Linked DNA regions of Hordeum vulgare: region 1 is linked to region 2. Evidence: chromatin contacts called from public Hi-C data. All regions are on one chromosome and are shown on one strand. Each heading gives the region's core, a stretch centred on a gene start, on an enhancer-like site or on the middle of the called end of the contact. The rest is flanking DNA. Distances are from core to core; before and after follow the strand shown. Region 1 holds the start of LOC123408609. Region 2 holds the start of LOC123407217.

Evidence for each region. A called contact is a pair of places that touch in the nucleus more often than the background predicts.
Region 1: a Hi-C map of leaf shows a contact between it and region 2, with 4 times the contacts expected there. The contact joins the promoter of LOC123408609 here to the promoter of LOC123407217 in region 2. A contact is called at or near these places in 3 of 6 Hi-C or Micro-C datasets (leaf and seedling).

The regions. Positions count from the first base shown.
Region 1 is chr7H:89,630,296-89,636,582 of MorexV3_pseudomolecules_assembly, forward strand. It overlaps LOC123408609, which reads right to left and starts at 2,561. Exons shown (of 3, transcript XM_045101674.1): 1 at 2,068-2,561; 2 at 1,419-1,645. The coding sequence starts at 2,374.
Region 2 is chr7H:89,206,723-89,213,123 of MorexV3_pseudomolecules_assembly, forward strand. It overlaps LOC123407217, which reads right to left and starts at 2,671. Exons shown (of 25, transcript XM_045100295.1): 1 at 2,015-2,671; 2 at 1,788-1,912; 3 at 1,608-1,702; 4 at 1,335-1,529; 5 at 822-909. The coding sequence starts at 2,475.

The sequences.
Region 1 (6,287 bases), core at 1,311-3,810, 420 kb after region 2:
CATGTCTAGGCCATCTTTACATTGTCTGCTTAAGAGCAGGATATTCTGAAAGGACAAATAAGCCTTATTTGTAATCGTTTTTAGTGAAGAATGATAAGGAAATTGTAGTTGTCCGGATCTTGTTAGGTTTGTAAGAAGTTTTAACATGATTTTACTATAATTAAGACAACCTGAGTGCCATTCTTTTAGGGCCACTCCTTGTTCTGAACTGAACAGGGGCCTGAAAAGTGAAAACTGAACTGAATACAACCTGGGTTACATTGTTTATTGACATTCACTGATTTTGATTATCTTAACATGGATTTGTAATCTGAACATAGCGATACACATGTCAAGCTCGATTGTTCGGTTCAATAATTTAGCCAGCAACAATGCGACTAAGCAAGGATTGCTCCTTCCATCTTTTACTTGGTTGGAATATTGGTCTTTAGGAAATTTTGCCAGGAGTGTAGTACATTTGTTCGCAGAGAGTTTAGTTTTTGCGAAAATACATTTGACATGCCGTGGCACCTGTCCATATTAGAACACATTCTACGTTTGTTTTGATATCTTATGTATTGATCTTCAGATCTCCATCAGCCTATTCCTCTGTTTTCTTTATGAGCTAACATGGTACAAATGAAATATGCATCATCATAGAACGCTCAATTTTAAGGTAGCTGCTACATAGCTTAAAAGTTTACATGCTTTGTGACAGGCACTTGGAGGAAAAGTTCAAGTTACAATCTGAGTACTACTCTATTTTCGAGGTACAACATGAAGTTCTTAACAGGATAGCTTGGGTTGAGTTGTATATGGTTTAGTTTAACCTCTTGTTTCATTTGTTTGTGATTAGTGTTGTGTGTAGCTTTGCAAGACACCCTACCTAATTTAGGGACTTTGCTATTATGCATGCTTTTTATTTGCAGGAAACATGGAGGTTGGTTGCTATAGGTACATAGATGTGAACTTTTGTGAAGTTTTAAAACTCATTTGGCCTTCTCTACTGAAAGGATCAAGCTACATGAGAAGGAACTAGGACAATGCTTGGAGACAAAAGCAAACATAAACCCTCTAAAAACAACTGGCTGTTATTGCAATAGAAGTTGTTGTCAAATAGGAGCAGGGAGGAAGACATCATGTTTGTCAATAGATGATCGAAAAAGCTCTATACTTTCTACCTGAACCTTTGTCCACTTCTTTTACAATGGAAAACCGACAGTTTCACAGGAAAAAAAAATACAAGATCAAAACTTAAGAACCACTATGACGCTTATTGTTTTTTTTCGTGGCAACGCACGAGCAATCGACTAGTTGCTTGAATCGCTGAATCTGGCAACGGCAAATGCAGAAAATAAAATGCATGCCAATTAGCAGAAAAAGGTGCACATGATGCAGAGATGTTAGACAAAACAAAGAGAGAAGAATTAAATACAAACATCCTGGGTGATGATTTGGCAGTCAGTCCTTGGACGGTGGAAAATAATATTGCGCTTGTGATCCAAGACATCACGTGCAGCAACGATACCAAACACTTCCAATGGCCAGTCCAAACCCAAACCATCTTTGATTGATGTAACTTTGACTGACATAATCTGCAGAGTGTCCATAGCCTTGGTGGAGCAATCAGAAGCAGGGTATGTGTGACACATGGCAGGGATTGAAGCTGCATAAAGTTGATCACATGTAAATAAAGCAGTTACTAACTAATTGTGATCCATTGATGTATGCTGCAATTAATATCAAATTCGTGAGAGTCACCGCACAACATATAAGGAAGTGTGCATGGATCCTCGTAGCAAATTGTTCGTACATATAAGGATATAGAGGCTGCATAGGTTGATCACATGTAAGTAAAGCAGTTGTATAGGTGGATCACATGTAAGTAAAGCAGTTGGTAAACTAAAGGATATCAGTTTTGATCACATGTAAGTAAAGCCGTTGATTAGATTTGGTGTGTGTGCTGCAGTTGATATCAAATATGTACGAGTGACGCAGAACATAAGGAAGTGTGCATGGATCCTTCTAGTAAGTTGTTCGTACAAGGGAATTAATCAAGAGAAGTGATTGGGCGGGGAGGGAACTTACTGGTTTGCTCGAAGGTAGCACCACAGTCAGTGTAGTATTTGTTCCAGAAAGAGCGGAACTTGGCAGCGAACAATTCTCCCTCGCATTGTGCCCATTCAGACTCATTTGCATCTTCTTTCGCCTCAGCAGCTTCGTCGGCGTTGCTGGCAGATTCTTCAGACATTGACTTGGCAATAATCATGTCCCTTTCTTCAGGCGTCATATTTCTAATCATCGCAGCCCCTTCAGCCATCATCTTTGCTATCCTCGCAGCCGTTACCTTGGCTGGTTTTTGAGGCTTCGCCTTGGGTTTGTCTGTACCCGCCATTGGCTTTGCTCTCTCGGCCTCGACAGCTTCCTCTTGAGCCTCGCGTCGTTCAACAATCTGATTCCTCTGATTTTCCTGAATCTTTCCCAACTCAATCGAAGACTCCCCACTCGGTCGGTCGGTCGGTCGCCGCCGCCGCTCTTCTTTTGTGTACAGCACGGAGAAAAAGGCAACCCTAGAATCGAGGGTTCGTGTCGCTCTTACCAGAAGGAAGTCATATAGGGGTCAGGCAGTGGAGAGAAATCTGATGGGTCGGGCTACTTTCTCGGGCCGGGCCGCTTCCTGGAGTTTGGTAGCCCAGCAGACAATGTGGGTCAGTGCCGGACCTATACCGGAACTCCTACCTGGGAGCTCCTATTTGCCGCGTTTTGCGGCAAACAGACGCGCCATCGCACAGGGTGTGTTCAACTGGGCCGGCTCATTATGATGCCCCGCGAGCGCCTGTGAAAAATCGCAAAAAATGTTAAATGCGTTTCTACGAATCGAAGCCGGGTCGCCGGCACAAGTGCGTTTTGTGCTAGCCGGTGTGGCAAACGAATTCTGACAGCAAATGTACATCGCATGTCTTGAAATAGTAGCAGCAGACGTAACACCATTTGGAAATTCCCGAATAATATTTCAATATTTGACTAATTTTGCGGACTTACAAACAATTTTCTGAAATCGCGAACATAGTTTGAAATTTCTGAAGTTTTTTCATAAACATGAACAATTTTCGAATTTGTGAACAAAAGTTTAAAATGGGAATATTTTTTCAAATTCCGAAATATTTTTCAAATACAAGAACATTTTTTCAAAATTCCAGAACATTTTCTCAAAATTTCGGAACATTTTTTCAAATTTTAGAACATTTATTGAAAATCTGAAACGTTTTTATAGAAATTCCAGAAGATTTTTTCAAATTGCAGAACATTTTTTTCAAATTCCGGAACATTTTTCCAAATTTCTGAACATTCTATCAAATTTCGGAACTTTTTTTACAAAATCCGGATTTTTTTGAAAATCTAGAACATTTTTGCAACAGAAACAGAAGAAAAAAACAAAAATGAATAAAGAAAAAAGAAAATGAAAAAAAAGGAAAGACTGTCTAGAAAATCTTCTAGAAAGTTCCCAAAACCAAAAAAAAATGGCTGGGAAACTTTAAGAGGTTTCCAAAACTGGGATCCCCGCAAATGTAAGAGCAACTCTAGAAGACCCCGCATCCGCCCCCGGCCCGCAAAATAGCCGTCAAAATGCGGGTTGGGACGGACAAACTTGCCCAATCAGACCCCGCATCCCGTCCCGGCCCGCAAAAAATTTTGGGGGGCGCGGCAAATTCCCGACCCCAACCTGGGAAAATGCGGGTTTCCCCCTCGCGGCTGCGGTGCCTTGCATCACAGAGAAGCAGTTGGTGGGAGGGACATTTCAGCCCCCGCTATTTTCCCCTCCTTCCGCCGCCGCCCCGTTCGCCCGCCGCCGGCGATTCCGGCCATATCTGCAGGCGAGCCGCTGCACCGCCCCTCCGGATCCGGCGAGAAGAGCCGCCCCCCGCCGCCCCCGCCGACGACGAGCGCACCCCCTCGTCGCCGCCCGGGATCACCCGCCGCCGGTTAGTCCCTTTTTTGTGATTTTTGCGAGCTGTGCGAGAAGATGGAGTTGACCCCGTGCGAGAAGTTCTTACTATCCAATTTGTCCGATTCGGACGGCTCGGATGTTGAGACCATGCTTGCGAACTTTCGGCAGCAAACATTAGTCATGGCGCTTGTCGTGAAGGAGCATGAAGACGAGAACCGGAGAGGAGGCGAGGATCGACTATCGGGCGTTTGTGCATTCCTCGGAATCGCCATCTTGAGAACGAGATGTTGATGCAAGACTATTTCGCGGAGAATCCTACATATCATCCGCACCTCTTCCGGAGAAGGTACCGAATGCGCTGATCCCTCTTTATGAAAATTGTTCAAGCTTGCGAGGCAAATTGCCGGTATTTTACTCAAAGAAAGAATGTCGCGGGCTTAAAGGGATTTAATGCATATCAAAAAATCTCCGTAGCTATGCGGGTGATTGCATATGGCGTTCCGGCTGACTATGCCGATGCGTATCTTCGCATTGGTGAAGATACCACAATTGAGTGTGTGCGTAGATTTGCGAAAGTGATCATCCGTGTCTTCGGTCCTGAGTATCTTCGGGCACCCAATGAAGATGACACAAAGAAATTGATGGCATCTAATGAGAGGAGAGGTTGGGCTGGATGCTAGGTAGCATTGATTGTATGCATTGGAATTGGAAAATTGCCCAAGCTTGGCAAGGAATGTATTGTGGCAAGTCTCGTGATGCAACAATTGTGCTAGAGGTCGTAGCATCCAAGGATTTATGAATTTGGCATTGCTTTTTTGGTATGCTGGGCACTATCAATGATATCAATGTGTTGCAACGGTCTCATTTGTTTGCTAGACTTGCTAGTGGTGATGCTCCTACTTGCAACTACACTATCAATGGGCATGAATGCATAAAGGGGTACTACCTTGCAGATGGGTATATACCCTCCTTGGTGCACATTTGTCAATAGCTTCAAAGAACCCAAAACAAAAAAACAATGTGAATTTGCAAAGGTGCAAGAGGCAGCCCGCAAAGACATTGAAAGAGCATTCAGTGTTTTGCAATCTAGGTTTGCCATTTTTCGTGGTGCTGCTCGTTTTTTGGATAAGAAAACCTTGAAGAACATCATGACATGTTGTGTTATCCTGCATAATATGATTCTTGAAGATGAAAGATGATTGAACTTATAATTCTTTTACGACAATGTGGGTAGCCGTGTCAAACCAGCTAGAGACCCAAACCGCATTAGAGCTTTTCTTCACACATACAAGGAGATTGAAAATGCAGACACCCACTTTCAACTTCAGAAAGATCTCATTAAACACCATTGGCAAAGGGCTGGGCAGTGACTTATTTTTGTATTCATTTGTATTTGTATTCATGACAAGTTTTGAATAATTATTTGTAATGCGGATGATTATTGTATTATGTTTGATTCGAATAGATCAGTTTGTTTTTTATTGTTGAATCATGTTGTATTTGATATTTGCGGGCTGATGATATGCGGGATGCAGCGGCGCAAAGAACAAACCCCGCAAAGCTGACCCGTAAAAAAGTATATTTCGCGAGTATATTTTTTTACGGATCAGTTTGGGGGTCTGCATCTGTGCCAGCCCGAGCCAGCCCGCAAAAGCTGTTTTGCGTGAACTGCAAACGTGTTTTGCGGACCTGCGGAATACGGGGTCTGCTAGAGTTGCTCTAATGGGCTCGCCCAAATCATCCTTCGCTCGCCCTTTCTCTATGCAAAACCCTGGCAATTTGCTGCAACGCGCGGTGAATAGCATTTTCTACATTGCATTTTTTCGAATTTCGGAACATTTTTCCAAAACTCCAGAAGATTTTTTCAAATTCCGAAACATTTTTCAAATTCCGAAACTTTTGTTTGAAAATACAAAAAAAAATCCAAAATATTTTTTGAAAAAACCATAGTGTTTTTGAACATAAAAAAAAACCGATTCAAAAAATCATCTAGAAAGTTTCCAAAATCGAAAATAACTCGCTGGAAAGTCTAGAAGGTTCCCAAAACCGGGATCCCCCGCAATCGTAATCGGCCAGCCCTCGCAATTTGACGCAACACGTGGAGAATAGCATTTTCCCTCCTACTCGCCGCTCGCTGCGGGAGGGAGTCCCTCCCTCGCATAGGACGTCGGGGGCCGGCCCAGTAGTCATGTGAAAACTATAGCTTCCTTTTTTCTTCTTATTTATTATTATTATTATTTGGGGCGTTTTTATTCCCATTTTCCTTTTTTTCTTAAAACAAATAAACATGAATTTCTTAAATTATATTTTGAAAATGAGAACAATTATGAAAAATCCTAAACAATTTCATAAACGTGAA
Region 2 (6,401 bases), core at 1,421-3,920:
TAAGCAAGTGGTATAGCTGAATTATATTGATCTCATTCTCATAAAATAGCTGGAGCACTGAACTTCTTGTCAATAGTCAATACAAAGAGCTAAGGGCATGTTTGGTTGATATACTAAGGCTGCCACAACACAAGTCAAGCAAGTTTGACTGAGTCAGTCACCTGTTTAGTTTGCTGCCACACTTGTGGCAAGATTCTTTTCATTCAATCTAGGCCCCACATATCATTGAAAACGAAAAATGTGGCAAGATTGCCTCAAGTGTGGCGCCAATTTTGATCACCTAACCTTAGGCATGTATGGCAAGAAAGTGTAGCAATGTTGGCAAACTTAGTCTCTGAACCAAACATGTCCTAAATTTCGGAGGAAAGTTGTTTGCGTAGAGTAGTTGATCATTCAAGTGTTTTGTGGCTAGTGCAGCTTCGGTTCACCTTGACAAAGAATAAGTGAATAACCCTGGAATGCAACTAGCTACTGGCTATATACATTGTTCACGATCTGGCTAACAACCATTTATCTAACGCAGAACGTTGTACACACAGAAAATAGAATGTGATTATTCAAGATGAAGAGATTGAATATTATCAGATGGACATGTACTTAACAAGCAACAGACCTCAGTTAATTCCCATAACATGACATATTAACCTAAGCTTAGCCTGTAATTTCCACAGGCACTAGGTAGGTTCGTTCCACCAGGGGGGGGGGGGGGGGGGGCTACTTACTAAAATAAGACCAATTATCAGTGCCATGATTAACAATGTTATCTAATCTGCAGTCAACATTGGGGAAAACACTCAACAACAAAAAACTTAGTTATGTACCTTTTTGGAGAGGCCTTTTATCTTCTTCAGGCGACTCGGTGGTGGATTCTTCTGCTGCTGAAGAATTTTCTTGCGCACTAACAACCCTCTAAGCCAAAAAGAACTCAAGGTCATGGTCAAAAAAAAAAAGAACTCAAGGTATAAGTTGTAAGCCAGAATGAGAAGCAAACAAAAGAAAGGAGGAAAACGGGTCCAACATTAATTAGCATGTTAATAGAAAAGATGGAAACAAGACCATCGCATGAGACTGACACTATTAGACGCAAAATCGCTAATCAGAAATTTACTACAGCACAGTACTATCAACATTTAGCCTTTTATAATATTTACTATTTTGCAGGAAAAAACTCTTTGTTTGTAGGACTCCCATCCCCGATTTTTAAAATAGGTTGTTAGATATACAAAGTAAAGGTACATCAGTATTCAAATAAAATAAAAGGAGCAAGATGGCAAGCATTATCAAATATCATGTTTTAATACTATATGATTTGGCAGCACAACAGAAATAAACACCTTGGCAAATTCCTCAAGAGTGCGCGGAACTAACTTCTTGAGGTTCTCCACTGATTTGACAACTTCCTCGTCATCACTTTCACCAGACTTAGCTTCATTATAATCTTCATCTTCCCCTTCTGATTCTGAGCCTTCATCTTCTGACTCCGCCTGACCATTCTCCTCCTCACTCTCTGAACAGTCTTCACCATTATCCTACAACAAGGTGAGCCATTAGGTATGCCACAAAACTGGAGTCTTAAGCTTTTAAAATAGGCGAAGATTATAACTTACATATGGAGCTAGAACACTGCTGTCCAGAACCAATAATGGCACGCGTAACTCATGGGCAATCGCTCTTACCACTCTCTCTCGGTAAAGCTCAGTTCCTGCAATAAATGTAAAATCTCATCATCCATGCAAGCAGAATGACACACATTTGGAAGAAACGTTGTCGTCCTTCCTGCACAACACCTGGCAAGCTCTGGAGCAATATCCTCCCACCGGACGACTGCAGCCGAGAACCGTACTCCAAAGTAGCATCCTTGTTCCGCAGGTGTGATGCCACGCACTCGGTCAGCAGCTGCTTCGTGTTCTTACTTGCAACCCAGAAGAGAGACGGTGAAATGCAACCGAGTTAGTCCAGGCTAGGGAGGAAAAACACCAAGCAGCTGGTGTGCGTTGCGCTCCATCGTGCTTACTCGACGTAGTACGGGAAGTTGGTCCACGTGAGGCTGCTCTTCTCCCAAGACACGGCGCGGCGCAGAAATTCGTTGCGGAAGCGCTCCCGTTTGGTGAGGAACGGCGACTCCCGCCTCTTGCAGCCGGTGACGAACCGCTCGCCGCTCAGCCACTCCTGTTGGTCCTTCTCCCCGAGCCGCGCGTGCTCCTGCTGGTTGCTGCTGCTACTGCCGCTGCCGCCGCCGCCGCCGCCACTCCCCGCCGTCGTCTCCGCACTCCCGACACCCTCCTTCGAGCTGTAGAACCGGTAAAGCCGCCCCCTTTCGCTGAACGGCAGGTGCCGCGCGCCCAGCCATCGCGCCCCGTCGGGCGCGCCAAATCTCCCAGCGCCATCGCCAACGGTCGCGGGGGTGACGAGGGGTACGGGACTGCAAGACGGCGGAGGGCGCAGGAGGCGGCGCAGCCGCATGGCGCGATGCATCGCGGGTCGCGTCGGGCGAAGCGACGAGGGATCCGCGAACAGGCTATGTCCCGGATTAGCGCATGCGGCGGCAGGACGGTGGATTCTAGGGTGTGCTGTGAGTGGCGGCGCAATGGCTGATAGGGTTTGTCCTGCTTGCGCTGGCGGCGGCGGCGGCGGCGGCGGCGGCCAGGAGAGAAGGGCCACGGCGGCTGCACGGGACGGCGATTTGCGTGACTTTCTTCGCTGCGGCTTTGGGAGTTTGGGTCGGCGAGTTCCGCTTCGCTGGTGGGCCGTAGCGTGGGTTTGGGTTAGCTGGGCCTATCTAAATTGAGGAAACAACATCGAAACACGTCAAGCTTCTCCCTAAACAGGCTGGCCCAGCCACGCGGGGCCACGTGAATCGTTATTATTATTATTATTATTTTGATGAGGGTTCATGTTTCTGTGTTTTTTCTTTCTTTTCTACTCTTGTTTATACTTCCAAATAACCTAAATAAATATATTAAATAATTACACAAAAACTTTTGGAATTTTAATTAGCATTTAAAAAAATGGTAAATGTTTCATGTTTCTCATGTATACAAAAAAAAATATAATATGTGCGAAAAAGTTGACCATGTATTTTAAAAAATCAAACATTTGAAAAAATATTAAAACAATATTTGAAAAATGTTAATCAAGCATTTAAAAAATATTAAATATGTATATACAAAATATTGACCATGTATTCAGAGAATGTCAAACATGTATTTGAAAAATCTTAAATAAGCATTTGAAAATGTTAAAACATGTATTAAAAAATATTGACCATCTATTCAAATAATTTTAATCTTGTATTTGGAAAATGTTGAAAGTTTGTATAAGAAATGTTGACCATGTATTCAAAAAATGTTAAAATGTGTATAAAGAGAAAAAAAAATCTCATGTATACGAAAAAATGTATTAAAAATATAGAATACCTGTGAAAAAAATTGATCGTGTATTAGAAAAAAACGGTGTTGAATATTAAATCAGTACTTAAAAAACGGTAATCAATCTTTCAAAATTGTTAAATGTATATAGAAAAATTTGACCATGTATTAAAAATATCTTGTATTTCATAGATGCTAATTAAACATTTGCAATTTTAAAATGTTAGCAAAAACAATTGTCCATATATGCAAAAAAGAAATATTTTATTTCAAAAATGTCCATCAACCATTTGAAAAAGGTTTAAAATGTCTATAGAAAGAATATTAGCAAAGTACTAAATATGTTAAATTTTTACATAAAAACAAGTTAAACATGTATTAGAGAAATGTTTTTGACATATATGAAAAAATGTAGAATCAAAACCAAAATAATCAAGGAAATAATAAAAATAATGAAAACCATATATCAAATCGAAGAAAAAGAAACCAAAAAAAAGCAAAGAACAAGTGCAAAAAGAATGGGAAACTGAAAAGGAAACAAAAAAAGGGAAATAAAACCATTGAAAGAAGAATGAAAAGGAAAAAGTTAGAGGAAACTAATAAGTAAAAATAAAACGAGGAAATTGTAAAACGGGAAGAAAAGAGAAAATACATTGAAAACGGAGAAAAACAGAGAAAACCAATGAAAAAACAAAGAAATCTCTAAGAAATATAGAAAACTGAAAAGAAGAAATGAAAGAAAAGAAAACATAAATTAACAAAACTAGACGAGAACCACAGAATGACCCATTTCATGTGTTAGTGCTCTCTCTAGATTTTTGAACGCTGATAACCCACAAGTATAGGGGATCGCGATAGTTTTTACGGATAGTATTTCATCCTAATTTATTAATTCGACGCAAGGGAAGACAAAGAATATTTATTGATCGTGAGAGTTGAGTTGTCAATTCAACCGCACCTGGCATAGCTCTCTGCAACAAGCATTTAGTAGCACACCAAATGGTAGTAGTAACAGTAACAATGATAGCAGCACTTTGATAACATTAGTAACAGTAGCAATTGAGTAGCAGGTATGACACCAGCAGCAACAGTAGCAACCTAGCAAGATTTAGTATATGTAAAGCGTAGACACGTGGATCGGTGATGCATAATGATTTAGATGGCATTTATCATGTAACAGTTACACACTAGGGCGACACATAACTAGCACCAATTCATCAATATAGTGTAGGCATGTATTCCATATATAGTCATACGTGTTTGTGACAAGAACTTGCATGTCATCTTTTGTCCTACTCATACATCTTCAACGTATCTATAATTTTTTATTGTTCAATGCTGATATATTATCATTCTACAATACTTTTGGGTATTTATTTATCATTTTATATTATTTTTTAGCACTAATCTATTGACTCGGTGCCTATTGTCAGTTGTTGTTTTCTGCGTGTTTTTCACTTTTTAGGTTTTCCATACCAAATGAAGTCCAATTGTCCTAAAACTTTTTGGTGATTTTTCTGAACCAAAAGAAGACCAACGAGCATCGTAAGAAGGCTGGAGGCCTCACGAGGGGCCAACAAGCCAATAGGGCGCGACCTGGAGGCGCCCTGATGGCTTGTGCCTCCCTCGTGGCCCTCGTGGACCAAAAGAAGACCAACGAGCATATTTTGTCCTTCTTTGGCTTATAAATTCTCATCTACCCAAAAAAACACCACAGGGAGTCCCGAAACACTTTTTAGGCCGTTGCAAGTCTGTTTTCCGATGGGAGGCCATGTGGAGCTCCGTTCCGACACCCTGTCGGAGTCGGGATCGATCACGGAGAGCCTCTTCATCAACCTTGCTGCCCCCACGATGATGTGTGAGTAGTTCATCATAGACCTACGGGGCCATGGTGAGTACCTAGATGGCAATCTCTCTCTCTCTCTTTGATCTTCAATACAATGATCATCGCATCTTTGCTTTGATCCATATGATGTAATTCCTTTTGTGCGGTGCGTTTGTTGGGATATGATGAATTGCGAGTTTATGTTCAAATTATGCATGATAAATATTTGAGTCTCCTCTCGATACTTACATGATTCTTATGTGCATGATTATGATAGCTTCGTAACTCTCTTCGGTCTATTGAAATAGTTTGGCCAACTAGATCGATATTTCTACGGTGAGAGAGGTGTGTTGCGGTAGGTTCAACCTAGCGAATTTCTATATCCGAGCGACAAAAGGGGACAAGATGCATCTTTGTGTTGCTGCTACTAAGGATAAAATGATGGGGTTTATTCATATCGCTTGAGTTTACTTTGTATACATCATGTCGTTGTTCTCCATGCATTACTTTGTTTTACTTAATACTCTAGATGCATGTTGGATAGCGGTCGATGAGTGGAGTAATAGTAATGGGTGCAGGCAAGAGTCAGCCTATTTCTTTATCGATGTGATGCCTATATACACATGATCATTGTTGTGAATATCGCATAACTATCCGGTTTTCTGTCAATTGCCCAATAGTAATTTGTTTACCCATCGTATGTTATTTTCGAGAGAGATGTCATTAGGGAAAGCTATGGCCCCTGGGTCTATTCACAACATATTGATAAAACCTTCACTACCTTGCTGCCATTTACTTGTTTTTATTTTATCTTGCTATCTACAATTATCTACACACCTCACTTGCTTGCAAATAACAAGACAAGAGGATTGACAACCCTCTTGCCCCTGTTGGGGGCAAATTAATTGTTCTTTTGTGTGCAGCCGCTGAAGACGGTTGTGGTTGATATTCCTATTGGTATAATAAACCTTGGTTTCATGACTGAGGGAAATACTTACCCACATTGTGTTGCGATAACCCGTTCCTCTTCACAAAAAACCCAAAGCAAATGACAAGTATCACCTACCCTCCAGTGGGAGCGGGGTCCTACTAGAAACTAAGGGATATTAAAGCCTCCTTTTAATAGAGAACCAGAAGAGAGCATTAACACATGGTGAATACATGAACTCCTCAAACTATGACAATCATCGGAAAGAATCCCAAATATT